Regions from separate parts of the Zea mays genome. Here region 2 is linked to region 1. A link is a contact called in public Hi-C data. All regions are on one chromosome and are shown on one strand. Each heading gives the region's core, a stretch centred on a gene start, on an enhancer-like site or on the middle of the called end of the contact. The rest is flanking DNA. Distances are from core to core; before and after follow the strand shown.

Evidence for each region. A called contact is a pair of places that touch in the nucleus more often than the background predicts.
Region 2: a contact with region 1 is called in a Hi-C map of ear, with 4 times the contacts expected there. The contact joins the promoter of LOC100383563 here to the promoter of LOC100286216 in region 1. A contact is called at or near these places in 18 of 25 Hi-C or Micro-C datasets (bundle sheath, ear, endosperm and 5 more) and 2 of 3 datasets of contacts at active chromatin or transcription factors (leaf and seedling).

What each region holds. Positions count from the first base shown.
Region 1 is chr4:132,650,826-132,653,525 of Zm-B73-REFERENCE-NAM-5.0, reverse strand. LOC100286216 (small nuclear ribonucleoprotein Sm D1) reads left to right here and starts at 1,302. Exons shown (of 5, transcript NM_001159104.2): 1 at 1,302-1,373; 2 at 1,496-1,572; 3 at 2,391-2,439. The coding sequence starts at 2,406.
Region 2 is chr4:132,789,988-132,792,687 of Zm-B73-REFERENCE-NAM-5.0, reverse strand. LOC100383563 (Glycerophosphodiester phosphodiesterase GDPDL3) reads right to left here and starts at 1,387. Exons shown (of 9, transcript NM_001176211.1): 1 at 1,143-1,387; 2 at 35-331. The coding sequence starts at 1,269.

The sequences.
Region 1 (2,700 bases), core at 53-2,552:
CTCGAAGGAGGATTGTTTCATGATTGAAGTTAATCATCTCCCTTTACCCTCGTCCAGGAATCATTATCTTTGAAGAAGATAACGCTTTCAGGGACGAATGTCCGTAACATTTTACATTGTGTTGCCTTTTACCTCTAAACATTTATTCGCACCCATATAACCAACAAAAACATATGATATGTATTTGTATGAAAAAAATAGAAAAAAATAAAACTAGGTCGTGTCGAAGCCTGCCATGCCACGCCTTAGCCCAGGCACAGCCCAGTGACCAGGCCAAGCCGTCATGGGCTCGGTTCGCTATGTGTCGTGCTGGTTTCGAGCTGGGCACAACCAGTGTCGGGTTTCAAGCCATCCGGCAAGCCCCGGCTCGCCTGGACATGTATACAAGTGATTCAAAAGTAGCTTTCTGTTTTCATTTGCATTTCACATCATGACGAAAAATCTGATGATCCGTTTAGATGTCAATATTTAAGGCATGAAATTGAATTTGGTATTGAAATGATGTAATTCTAATTATATTGTTTGAATATTACTGAATTGGAGTTTGAAATTTTGCGGCCTAATTCTACACAATACGGAGGGCGATGCTATGTATTGAGAGAAAGAGTTTCTAGTTATAGTTCAATTCCAGATAATTGAGTCTCTGATTTTAAATCTCAATTTCATGTTTAACCAAATGGAGAGAATTTTGGAAAGCTAATCATTTGTAATTCCGTACTTCAGTATCTATATCTGGGTATGATCGATCATCGTCATGTTGCTGCACAAAGGGTCATCTCCCAGTATCCGGAATTCCTCATCTGCCATGGTTCTGTAGCCCCACGAGAGAGACTGAACTAGAGACAAGGATTTGGAAATCCTCATCCGATCTCGGCTCTCAAGGCCACCGCCTACTGAAGAGTGAAGATGGTGTATTATTTTAGTATGTTGTAAGCATGCCTGTCGAAGTTGGGGTGGAGTTCACGGCTGCGATCAGCGACATAGTCCGCACTCTCGAAGTTGAGAGCGCGCCTAGCCGTAGCCGGTGGTGAAGGTGAAGGCGCTGGACCTGAAGGTGGGCGGGCCGACGAGCTCGAGGACAGTGGCCAAGGCCGCCGGTGCGACACGTTGCCGTCAGGCGTCAGCGAAAGCGAATCCTCCACCTCCCCATCGGACTTGAGGGATATCAAATAGACTTTTTCCTTTCGAAGACCCATCGTAGGCCCAGCTACAGCCCATTTAGCCCATCTCGCGACTACAGTGTACAGCCGCAAATCGGGAGAAGGGGTTTTTATGTCTCCTCGCCCGCTCCGAATCAGCTCGAGGTAGCAGCTCCCCCCGCAAAAACCCTAGCTTTACCTCCCCACAAGCGCCTCCAAGATGAAGCTCGTCAGGTAAGCCAGCATCCCCCTGTTTCTCCCCTTTCCCCCTCCATTCGTTTCAGTCTGCTGATTCGTTTGGTGCAATTTTCGCCCGAATCGGTGCGGATTTTGGCGCGGGAATTGCGCTTTTACAGGTTCTTGATGAAGCTGAACAACGAAACGGTGACCATCGAGCTTAAGAACGGCACCGTCGTACACGGAACCATTACCGGTATGACGTCATGCGAACTTTACCACTGTGGGAATTAGAGGTGCGGGGCACCTTTAGGTGTGCGGGCTTAGAAAGTAGCTTAATACTGTGTTTCTGGCTGTAACCTAGGAACATGTGACCAACAGAGCTACTATATGATCTTTTATTGCCATCCTGTTTCCGCTTGGTCCAAATATGGTGAATTTTATTCATCTATAGTAAGGCAATATATTCTAGTTATTCCTTCCATATAACATGTGACTTGCAACACCATGTTGCCGTTTTGGGTAATTCACTTTAATTTTTGCATTGCTGCCAGTATTGGCTGTTATAAATCTGATTTGAAGTGTTGGTGATTTTTATAGTTTCTAATGTTTGGTTTCAATGGGTAATGTTGCTCCTGCATACCAAAGTTGTGCTTAAACTGGATAATTTTTAGGCGATTTCTGTCGTCCAATGTGAAATGAAAGATTTCTAGATGCAACCTAAACCAAAATTAGTACAGTTTTCTGAGTTTCTTCTAAGTTAGGCATCGTGAAAATGGAGGGTGGACTGAACATTTATTTGTGCTTCACAGACCATGTTTTCCCTAACAAAAAAGACCATGTTTACTTTTCTTGTAGACATCTTTTTCCCCTAGGGTTCAACTTTCATGTTTACTGGCTTAATTTAGGATAGTAATTATTTTCAAGTCCTCATCATATGTTTGAATTTTCAAGAAATTCATTTTATCTACATTGCCTGCTCTAGATAGTATGGTAGGGTATATGCATTGTCCTTTATATATTGGAGTAATCCTACGTAGCATTAATAGTCACAGTGTAATGTTTCTTTTATAGGTTATCCGGTCGATTATGGTTTACATATACGGACAGCTATCTTCAGATAGTTAAGTAATTTTCATGTTGTTTAGAACTTACCATATGACACTGTTATTAACACCTAAGATTAGAGAATATTTCTGTCATTTTTTGGTGATTAAAAAAAATTGTCCATCTAATTTCAGTCCTTACAAGAACTCCACAAATGGATGTGATCAAACCAGCACAAAACTCCACAAATCTTAGATTTTGCATCTTTGGTAGCATCATTGGTTACTCCATACCGGTATAGCTAAACATGGCAATCCCTGCCAACATGCAAAAATCT
Region 2 (2,700 bases), core at 138-2,637, 140 kb before region 1:
ACGATAGGGAAGCACAATTTGTAACTGCACTTACAAGATACGTTTTGCAGCAGAACAGTGCTTGTATAGTCTACGGAGAACCAGCCCGCTGTAGATACACCATTAACCTTGTAGGTCTTCTTCCCTTGTGGGAAAACACTGGCTATTATTGTGCAGTTATCCATGTTTATGCTCGGTAGGCAGATACCAGCACCATCCTTCGTCAGCCGAACATCACACCACACGGTGGTGTCAGGGGAACTAGATATGCCAACAAACTGATAAGCATAGTCACTGGAATCGGGAAATAGTCCGGAGAACCCGCCCTTAGCAACGACTGCTGGAGCCTTGCCTGGAAATATGAGACGATTGGTACTGTTAGGGTCATGAAGATGGACAAAAGTACTGGAACAACCCTAAGTGCTACGGCAGAAACTACAAAACCAAAATTACCTTACCGGACGGACATAAAACTCGTAAGCACGCATGACCATCTGAAATTATCGTCTCTTATTACCGGGGTTAACTCAAAACACCGCCCGAATTAACATCCATCGAACTGATCCACTCCCATCCCGTTCTCAAAATAGCAATACGCCCATATGGGTCATACGCAGCCCATGAACAGTAGACACCAGCAGCTAATGGTTTACTGAGTGTTCCTCACCAAGAAAGTGATATTGCATAGGCTTGCACTTGGAGGCACGGTGATGTAAACAGGAAACGAACATGAAAGATGTTGCTATTCAATCCCAACCAAAATTGCCACTTAGCTAGAAAGGCTACCGTGCATTTTTTTTGCTGGAGATGCTAAAAGGTATCATGGCTGGCCCCAAACTTCCAATCAGAAATCTAGTCTCCCAAACAGTGCTAAAAACCAGCAAAGCTCTATTTTGCTGCAGAAGCCCTAAAAAACTATTTTGCTGCAGAAAAACAGAAACAGAGCGCCCCACCCAAAAAAAGAAATAAATGCGCAGCCAGTTCACACTCATCCTGAAGATCCAGGCCAAGCTGTAGAACAAAACAAAAATTGCAATTTACAGGCAAGAGGGCTGATCTTTAAGCGAAGAGTGGCAGCAAATCGACCAGATCAGACCACATACACAATTAGTGCGGGAACCTTGGAAGAAACGAAGTGAGAAGGCAGCGAATCCAAAGCTTACCGCTCAGGGTCTTCCAGGTAGAGCCATTCTGGGCGACGGCGGAGCCGACCGAGAGCAGCAGCAGGAGGAGCAGGTGAGTTGAACCAAGAAGGGAGCAGGCGCGGCTGCTCCTCCCCATTGCGGGCATCCGCCACCTACGCGACCACCGGCGGACGCAGCTCGAGGAACTGGGGCTCCAAGAACGACCCCTGGAAGGGGGAGCAGAGGAAGAGGTGGCCACGACGAGGAGACGAGACAGGGAGGAGGGGGGCAATGCGCATCCGGCGGCCGCGTTGGCGTTGGATTTTTAAGACCCAGCGAGAGAGAGACAAAAGCACCGGGTGGCGGGGCGATACTGCTGCTGCTGAGCTGTGTCTGTGTGTGATACAAGAGGAAGTGGCATCAGGGTCAGGGGAGGGGGAAGGTGGTCTGCGTGTGAGATGCCCCCGAATGGGTCTAGTTTCCAACCTTTGCAAAGGAAAGAGAAATGATTAGTTTCAACTATTCTCCTTTTCTTCGTTGAAAATGTACCTTCTCCATTCTTTTTTATTTACTTCGATTGACGTTTTCCCGATGACGTGGTGATGTGCGCGAGGTAAGAGGCCTGGTTGAAGGTAAGATGATGTTGAGATTAAGGATGCGTTTGATTTAGCTTTTTGAACTAGATTCATTTAAAAAATATATAGAATAAAACATCATAATATGTTTTCATTTAGTTCAGTTCAAAATAACGGTTCATCCTAGATTTTTAATATTTTTTGTCGTTCATATTACCAAACTATCAAGGTTTTACGGAATTTATAGTTGACAATAAAATCTATAGTTAACGGTTATCAATACTCTTACAGAATCTATACTTGACAATAGAACTTATAGTTGGCAGTTGTTTGAACCAAGCATATATTTTAGTTGTTCCACAAAATCATGGGCTTGTAGCAGCTTCCTCTCGACTCACATTTAGAATCATTTGACCCAACAAGGCTTTAAAATACAAGTGTTGCTTCACGTAGGACTCTAACTCATTATAGTCAGATATGGCTAGGGTCATCAAATGGCTCATAACTCATTATAGTCCAGAATAAAAGACAACAACAACCGTAGATTAAGGTTGGCCGTACCCAACCAATCCATACGGGTGGATCGCACTGCCCGTTGTACAGTAAATTGCTGAGATTAAAATACGATTTCAAGATGGATGTAGTAGAACTTTGTCTAGATCAAGACCGTGTTTTAAGCAAGGGGAAATACTTTTTACCGAATTTTTTTACGTTCGTGAAGAAATGAATGTGAGAGCAAGCAACGAGAATTTTTATATGGCTATTGTGGATGGTCGCCTGTGGCGGTGGTGTAGCCGTGTATGTGCCCGTAACATGTGCAGGGTCCCCAGCCTTGATTGGCTGCTCCGCATCTCTGTCACCTGGCGTGCTCGACCAAGTGGAGCCGCGCATCGTGTCCTTTCTCGGTCCGCGAATCCGCCATGCAATGCACCAAGGAATAGGATACGGTGGTGCTGGTGCGGATGCTGACTCGGCCGGCGATCGGCGTGCTTGCACCGGAGCCGGGGGAGCAGCCCCCCCTG